2 separate regions of the Gossypium arboreum genome follow, and region 1 is linked to region 2. A link is a contact called in public Hi-C data. All regions are on one chromosome and are shown on one strand. Each heading gives the region's core, a stretch centred on a gene start, on an enhancer-like site or on the middle of the called end of the contact. The rest is flanking DNA. Distances are from core to core; before and after follow the strand shown. Region 1 holds the start of LOC108486415 (protein NRT1/ PTR FAMILY 5.9-like). Region 2 holds the start of LOC108460839.

What was found. A called contact is a pair of places that touch in the nucleus more often than the background predicts.
Region 1: a contact with region 2 is called in a Hi-C map of leaf, with 4 times the contacts expected there. The contact joins the promoter of LOC108486415 here to the promoter of LOC108460839 in region 2. A contact is called at or near these places in 3 of 5 Hi-C or Micro-C datasets (all in leaf).

The regions. Positions count from the first base shown.
Region 1 is chr4:11,217,633-11,221,208 of ASM2569848v2, reverse strand. LOC108486415 (protein NRT1/ PTR FAMILY 5.9-like) reads right to left here and starts at 2,311. Exons shown (of 4, transcript XM_017790468.2): 1 at 1,789-2,311; 2 at 1,325-1,542; 3 at 83-600. The coding sequence starts at 1,906. LOC128291754 (a long non-coding RNA gene) reads left to right here. Exons shown (of 2, transcript XR_008281595.1): 1 at 1-113; 2 at 227-775.
Region 2 is chr4:10,953,830-10,957,184 of ASM2569848v2, reverse strand. It overlaps LOC108460839, which reads right to left and starts at 1,475. Exons shown (of 5, transcript XM_053026991.1): 1 at 1,240-1,475; 2 at 1,045-1,111; 3 at 1-430. The coding sequence starts at 1,296. It overlaps LOC108460581 (paired amphipathic helix protein Sin3-like 2), which reads right to left. Exons shown (of 23, transcript XM_017760121.2): 23 at 3,203-3,355.

The DNA of each region.
Region 1 (3,576 bases), core at 1,062-3,561, 260 kb before region 2:
AAAACAAGCGAGAATGATATCAGAAACTCATGGGAAATCACAAAATCTGAAGCTTCCTCGATATCCCAACATGAAAACTTACTCAAGCTCCCCTACATCAGACTTGTCATCTGGTAAGTTGATTCTGATTCTGCCATTGACAAGCTTTGATGCAGTCACTTTGATTACTTGAAGTATGTTCTGAAAGGGCTTACTGTCAATGCTTTCATCTGGTTTATATGCATAGATTCGGTTACCACATGTGAAAATTGCAACTGATGTAATCATTGCAAACATGGGGATGGCAAATCCAAGTACCCAACCAAAGGTGTCTTGGATGTAGGACATAAGTATGACACCTAAGAGGCTGCCACTACAAACACCAAAATACCACCATTGGAAGAATAAACTCTTTTTGTTAGAGTTTTTGTCATCCTTACTAGAGGGTAATTCTTCATCATGATCCAGTTGGTCAGCTCCAAAGGCTTGCAAAGATGGGTTATATGCACCTTGGCCTAGTGAAATCAAACACAGAGACCAAAACAGGAATGCTGGGGAGCTTTTGTTGCTTGGTGGTGACCATGTCCATATCGTTGCTGTTGATGCCACTGCTCCAAGTCCCTTCAATTAAAAAAAAAAAAAAAAAACCGATGTAAATTACTATAACAAACGAAAAACTAGCATGAATACAGTATAAATATACAGATATGTCAACCTTATAACATGAATTACTAATATGGATGCCATGTCTCTTTCAAGTAGGCCTAATATGATACCAGATCATTTTGAGGGAAAAGTGTCCATTTCTGGTTAGTGCAAACAGGTTCAACCACTTTCCAAAAAAGGTTCAAATATATCTCTTTAAAATATTAAAATGTTATAGGCTAAATACCCACTGAGAAAGGTTAACTCTTTGCAGAGGTTAGGTAAGCCATGAATCTTGCAAGAGGTTCGAGATAAAAGCCAAAAAAAGAGGTTGGTGCTATCCATGGCAGCAAATTCCCATCAAAATAACAAAGGATGCATGATTTGACCATTTTGATTAAATCGAAAATGAACGCCAACAACCAAAAAAACTGAAATTAGGAAATAACAATTGTTACGATATTAAAGTCACAAAGATTTATATAACAATAATAAAAAATTATGTTGCAATTAAAAGAATGAAAAGTTGGGATGGGTCAGGGTCCAACATCTTTAGTGCTAAGATGTTGGTACTCCTTTGTCCCATTTTGATGATAATAAACAAATATGGCTCTGAAAATGAAGTGGTTCAAAGGATCAAAAACTCAAATTTCCATGACATGCAAGCCCTAGAATGGAGAACAAAGAAGCGTGGACTCACCAAAACATAGACGAAAGATGAGGTCAAAATGGTTGAATATCTATCCCAAAAAGAGTCAGCCAAGGGTGCCACCAACAGTGGCAACATTGAAGTGAATCCACACCAACTGTTAACTGTTTTGGCTGCTGAAGAATTGCTCATTTGCACTACATCTGTGAGATATGTAACCAAATTCGATGCCACCCCTTTGAATGCAAACCTCTCCATGCCAGCAATCACTATCAAATAAAAGAAACCCGAATCTTAAATATTTACTTAAATTTATGATAATCTCAACATTTAAAAAAAAATGAACATATACTCGCATTAGAAACATATTTATATCTATTATGCCCACCTAAATCGGAATCATATAACCCTAAACCGATTAAAAGAACAGGTTGTTTCGTGCAGAAATGCATGCTAGTAACCAGCAACATCAAGTTAACTTATACAATGAATATATATGAAACGATGATAGTTACCTATAAGAAGAATACATGACCTGGAAAGTCCCTGAACTCTTCCACCACCAGACATATATATTGAAAGAGAAAGCAATCTGCTAAACGAATTGAAATGGGTTTGAGATTTTATACACATAAGACCAATACAACTGATTCAAAACAAAACACGACAGGCTGCTGTCTTGTCAGAGAATCAGGAGCTGCTATACACCAGTCAGAGAGATTGCTGCTTCCTCCCACTTTTAATTCCAATCTGTTCCAAAACGGGTTTTATTGCAGAGAACTAGAAAATAACATTTTATTTTTGTTGAGTAATCACAGTCACAGTATAATATATAGTCTCTAAAGCAAGCTGCACAAACAGCATTGCTTATATTTGAAATATTATATATTTTATATGATAGAAAATTAGATTTATAGAAATTTCAGCATTATCCATTAATTCAAGATATGTAGTGAATTAAAAGAGAGTAGTAAAAAAAACTTATTTTAATTGGTTAGAGAATTTATTAAAGTGATCGGAAATCTTTTAATTTTAAACACCGATATGGGTAGAGAAGTGTTATCCCACCTTAGTAGACAGATACACGTGTCACCCTTGAGCTAATCCACAACGTGGAGTCACCCTTGAACAAACGTTACACTAAGGAACTCTCCAACATGGACTACCCTTGTCAAGATTACATGGAGCCTTACATCCATTGATTATCAAACAACCCTATGGTATCACCAATCTAAAAGATCACATTGACACCTCTACAAAGTGATAAGACATGACATTGCCACTAGTGAGGCCTCAACAAGTGGAATTTCCTTTGTTCCATGTATATAAGCCTTTTCACTCCTCTCTAATAGGGCCATTCTAAAAAAAAAATCCAGACCAAAATTAACACTTCACTTTTCTAAGACATCTCCCCTACAACCTTTCCAATTATCCTCACCATTACGATATGATGACTCCTCACTCCTCAAGGGTGAATCATTGCTTTTCCTACCATTCTTCTTGATGATTTCCAACAACAGCAATTAGTGTGGTGAGCGTGGGTCAACTATGATCGATCCAGATACAACGTCCTACCAATCAGAGAGCAAAACCCTTGTCCCAATTGCCAAACACCCCAAGAAACATCATTCATGACCAACCTCAAACAAGTGCTAGACAGGCAAATTAAGAAACCTAGTATGCACATTTCAACCCTTATCAATAGTATTACCAGTATCCGACACCTTGGTACTATGACTAGACCCTTAGAGTCATACTAGTGCCCCCCTCAATTGACCAGAATTCCTAAAACCCTCAGTTAGATTCACAACATTCACATAGATACAAGAAAAGATGAAGGCACCTGAAGAACAGCTGTCCTCCTAACAGAGGTTTTACCAAGAACAACAGAGATTTCTTCAAGAACAGTTAGATAAACAACAATAGATGGATAAGAGAAATGAGAGAAATGAGAATATTATAGAAAAATTAAGAGTGGTAAGAAATGCTCAAAGGAAAAATCTTTAGGAACAAGAGGATGAAACAACCCAATCTACACATAAAAAATAACACAACTCTCAATACAAAGATGACCCCGCAAACCATAAAAGAGGACAACATTAGCAAATTGATGAATATGTCTTTGAAGAAAGAATGCAAGAGTTAATAAAAGAGATGCGGTACTTTTAATGGCCAAAGTCAACGGGCTTGTCTTGAAGCTACACCAACGAACCTCTAGCATTGAAGATACTTCTGCACCATTTCCCCTAAACATTTAAATTTCCCAAAATGTTCTATGATGGTCGTGGTGATCCACAAGACCA
Region 2 (3,355 bases), core at 226-2,725:
TGGTCCTTGAACTGTTGGTCAGCACCAGCACATTCAACCATTGTTTCAGATTTAGCAGGAGAATTCATGGGTGAGTTATGTTGACTGTCATCTGCACTCAAGGCATCTGCAACATCCTCCCAATTGTCTAGGCACCCATCCTTCTCTTCCTCACTGACACTTCCAGAACAAGAACCACTGCTACTGCCACTGCAGCTATGTGCACTAATAGCTTCTTTTGTGTCATTTTTTCCCAGATTGCTTTGAATGGGGCAGTTCATCAAGGACTCCAAATCACTTTCATGAATGCTCAGTGCATCTTCACTTTCCTCTTCCCTCAAATTTGTTTCCAAATTGCGCAATGATTTGTTCTGTTCATCAGCTCTCTTTGTGGAAAATGGAGGAGACCCAGCACACCCATTCAAATCCACTTTGCAGTCCTTGTTCTTTACTGCATTTGCAATCCGACTCCATTATGAGCACAACCAATTGAATTTACTAAAAATGCAGTAACTTGGTAATTTTTACCAATCCAAACCCAAAAGCCATCTTAATCATTCACCTCATAAATAAGATAAAAATTGCTTCTTTCATATTAGTTCCTAGATCCCACCAGTAAATTTACCTTGGGTCAAAAGCTTTTTGCTTTTATCACAACTCTCTCCCTATAGTTCTTCTATGTATTTGATACTCAGAATGTGCATCCACCAACTTTCAATACTAAAAAAATATTAAAAATGGTCAAAAGAAAAAAAAGAAGGAACTCAACAAAACCATGTCGATAAAAATATGTAAGGCATTCATTTGGCTTAATAAAACGAAAAGAATAGCCCTAACGATAAGTACTCGAAATTCCCAATTTATTTTCCTATCACACGTCCAAAACCACAACGTCCAATATAAGCGATTCATTCCTAACAATTAACTCTTTTTGTTCAAACAAGTGCCCTTTCAATAATGCTCCATTCAGTTCATTAAAAAAAAAATCAATCTTTCTAGTTTCTATTGAAAGAATCACATTCAAAATAAAAATAATATAATAATTAAAAAGAAAAAGAAGATTACCTTGAGACAGCCATTGTTCACGCCTAACATCGAGCTTATACTGCTTCAATTTCGCTAATCTATTTGTCTAGATAACCAAAAAAAAAAAGAAAGAGACAAAGAAAAAGAAAAAAAAACTCTCAAAATATGAAACTAATCTTAATCTACATTTCCTCATGAAACAAAAACAAATTATTTTTAAAAAAAATTACTCACTCTCTTCTTCTTAGAAGGGCAAGGCAGAGAAACATTGGAGGCGAAATCAGAAACCATGGTGAGAAACTGATACAATAAAAATCCTTTTGGGTGTTTGGCGAAGAGGAAAACAGTGTACGACGAAGAAGGAGATTAACGCCGGAGGAGAGAAATAACGGATTACCGGATAGAATGACGATCAAACGGCTGAAAATGGATAGAATGAGATACACACACAAACTCTGCACACCCCTCCTTAGAATTGATTTCTTTCTATTTATATAAAAGTCTACTTACTATAATGCCCTTGCCATTTGAATTTTTTACCAAATTGTTTTTATGTTTTAAATAAAGAATTCCTTATTATTTACTCTACTTTAAATAATGGTAAACTATTTTTTAATGAAATTTTAAATTTCACTACTTTGGCATCAGCTGGAAAATTAAATGAGAATTTTTTTCTTATTATATTATTAAATAAAATTTTGTACAATATATAATTAATATCTATTCATGGAAAATCTCTTTTTATGACTATTTTCACTGAAAGCATTTCCTTTTTAAAACAATTTGCTTCTTTTTCACTCATAAATTGTGTGTGACAAGTCCAATTTTCTTGAATATTAAGTCTCTTTCTTTCTTTATCTTAAAATTTATTTTTAATTTAAAATTTGACAAAATTCCTAAAAGAATAAATAAATGAGAGAACTTATAGAATAACAAAACTTTCAAAATATATTTGAAAATATAATAAAAATTACAGGCCAAATTTTTAGGCTATTAATCTCTCATGTGAAAGTAAAAATTAAAGAATTTTCTTTTCTTTTTTTCGAAATGGGATGCTAGCAATAAGGTCTTTTGAATATAATTGGCGATTAAAGAACACCAAAAACAAAGCCAAATTTTTAATATGAAAAGGTTGAGTAAGAAATTTTAGTAAGTTAGGAGGGTATTTTAGGAAAATAATAAGATTATTAATTATTTGAATTTGGTTGAATTGGCGTAAGAAAATAAGCATGTTCTTATAAAAGGCCACGTGGATAGTCCAGATTCGACAAATCTGTTAGCGCTATATCATCTTATGGGCCTATTTCCCAAATATCTTATCACACTTTATTTTTGGGCCAGACTACCAGAGTAGGAGCAAAACTAGCTGTCTTTTCCTACTATATTTTTAACCATTATTTCTTTTTATAAAAGTAGAAATTCTATTAATGGTGTAACACAACTTACAGTCGCTTGTTCCCATCCTTTTTCTGCTTCATTTTATAGGAAAGCAGAAAACTTTGATCAAACTGTTGCACAGTGACTCCTACACTGGCAGCGTTAAAAACTAAACTATCGGAGAATTAATGGTTGATAATTGCATTTTAGCCTCTCAACTATCAAACTAGGTCCATAATTAGCTTCAGTCAACGTGATGACAACGTTAAGAGGCCTCCACTTTTCTGCATTAGTCTTCATGGAAATGAAAACTAAAACTAATAACAACTAAGAAAAAAAAAACAGAGTGAATTACACGAGAAACAAGTAGGAAGAGTAGCAGGGAAAGTAATTAAGGAAGAGATGTTTGGGATATTCATAAGGTGTTCCTTTATGTATTGCATGAATGAATCCTTTGCCAGCAAAGGTGTACACAGTGGAAGAATGTCCTTGGTAGGAAGTGAATAAATTGAGGACGGACATCTTACCATTTCCCTTTTTTTACAACCATAATGGCAAAGTATAGCATTAGCGGCTATTTCATAACTCCACTCTTCCTTATGCATTTCCCATATCAAGATTAGTCTGACCTCTATGACCCAATACATCCAATCCAATAAGTTTTTAGTATTTTTTTTTAAACAATAAAACGAAAAATCGACCTCAATTTTTTTTAAAATCAAATCACCATAAACAACTCTATATTGAAGTTGGTATATCCCCGATTAAATTAGTTTCTATTATTAAATATATCAATATCATTTACCTTTAACAAGGTGGATGTGAAAATTTCCTTTTTTTTTTTTTATAAAATACGAGACATTAAAAACCCTGTTTTCCTTTTTCTTTTTTTGTTATTACAAAATATCATGCAAAACCCTATTTACACAGTAATGGCTCAAGAACTTTGAGCATTTGATCTTACAGCTACGCT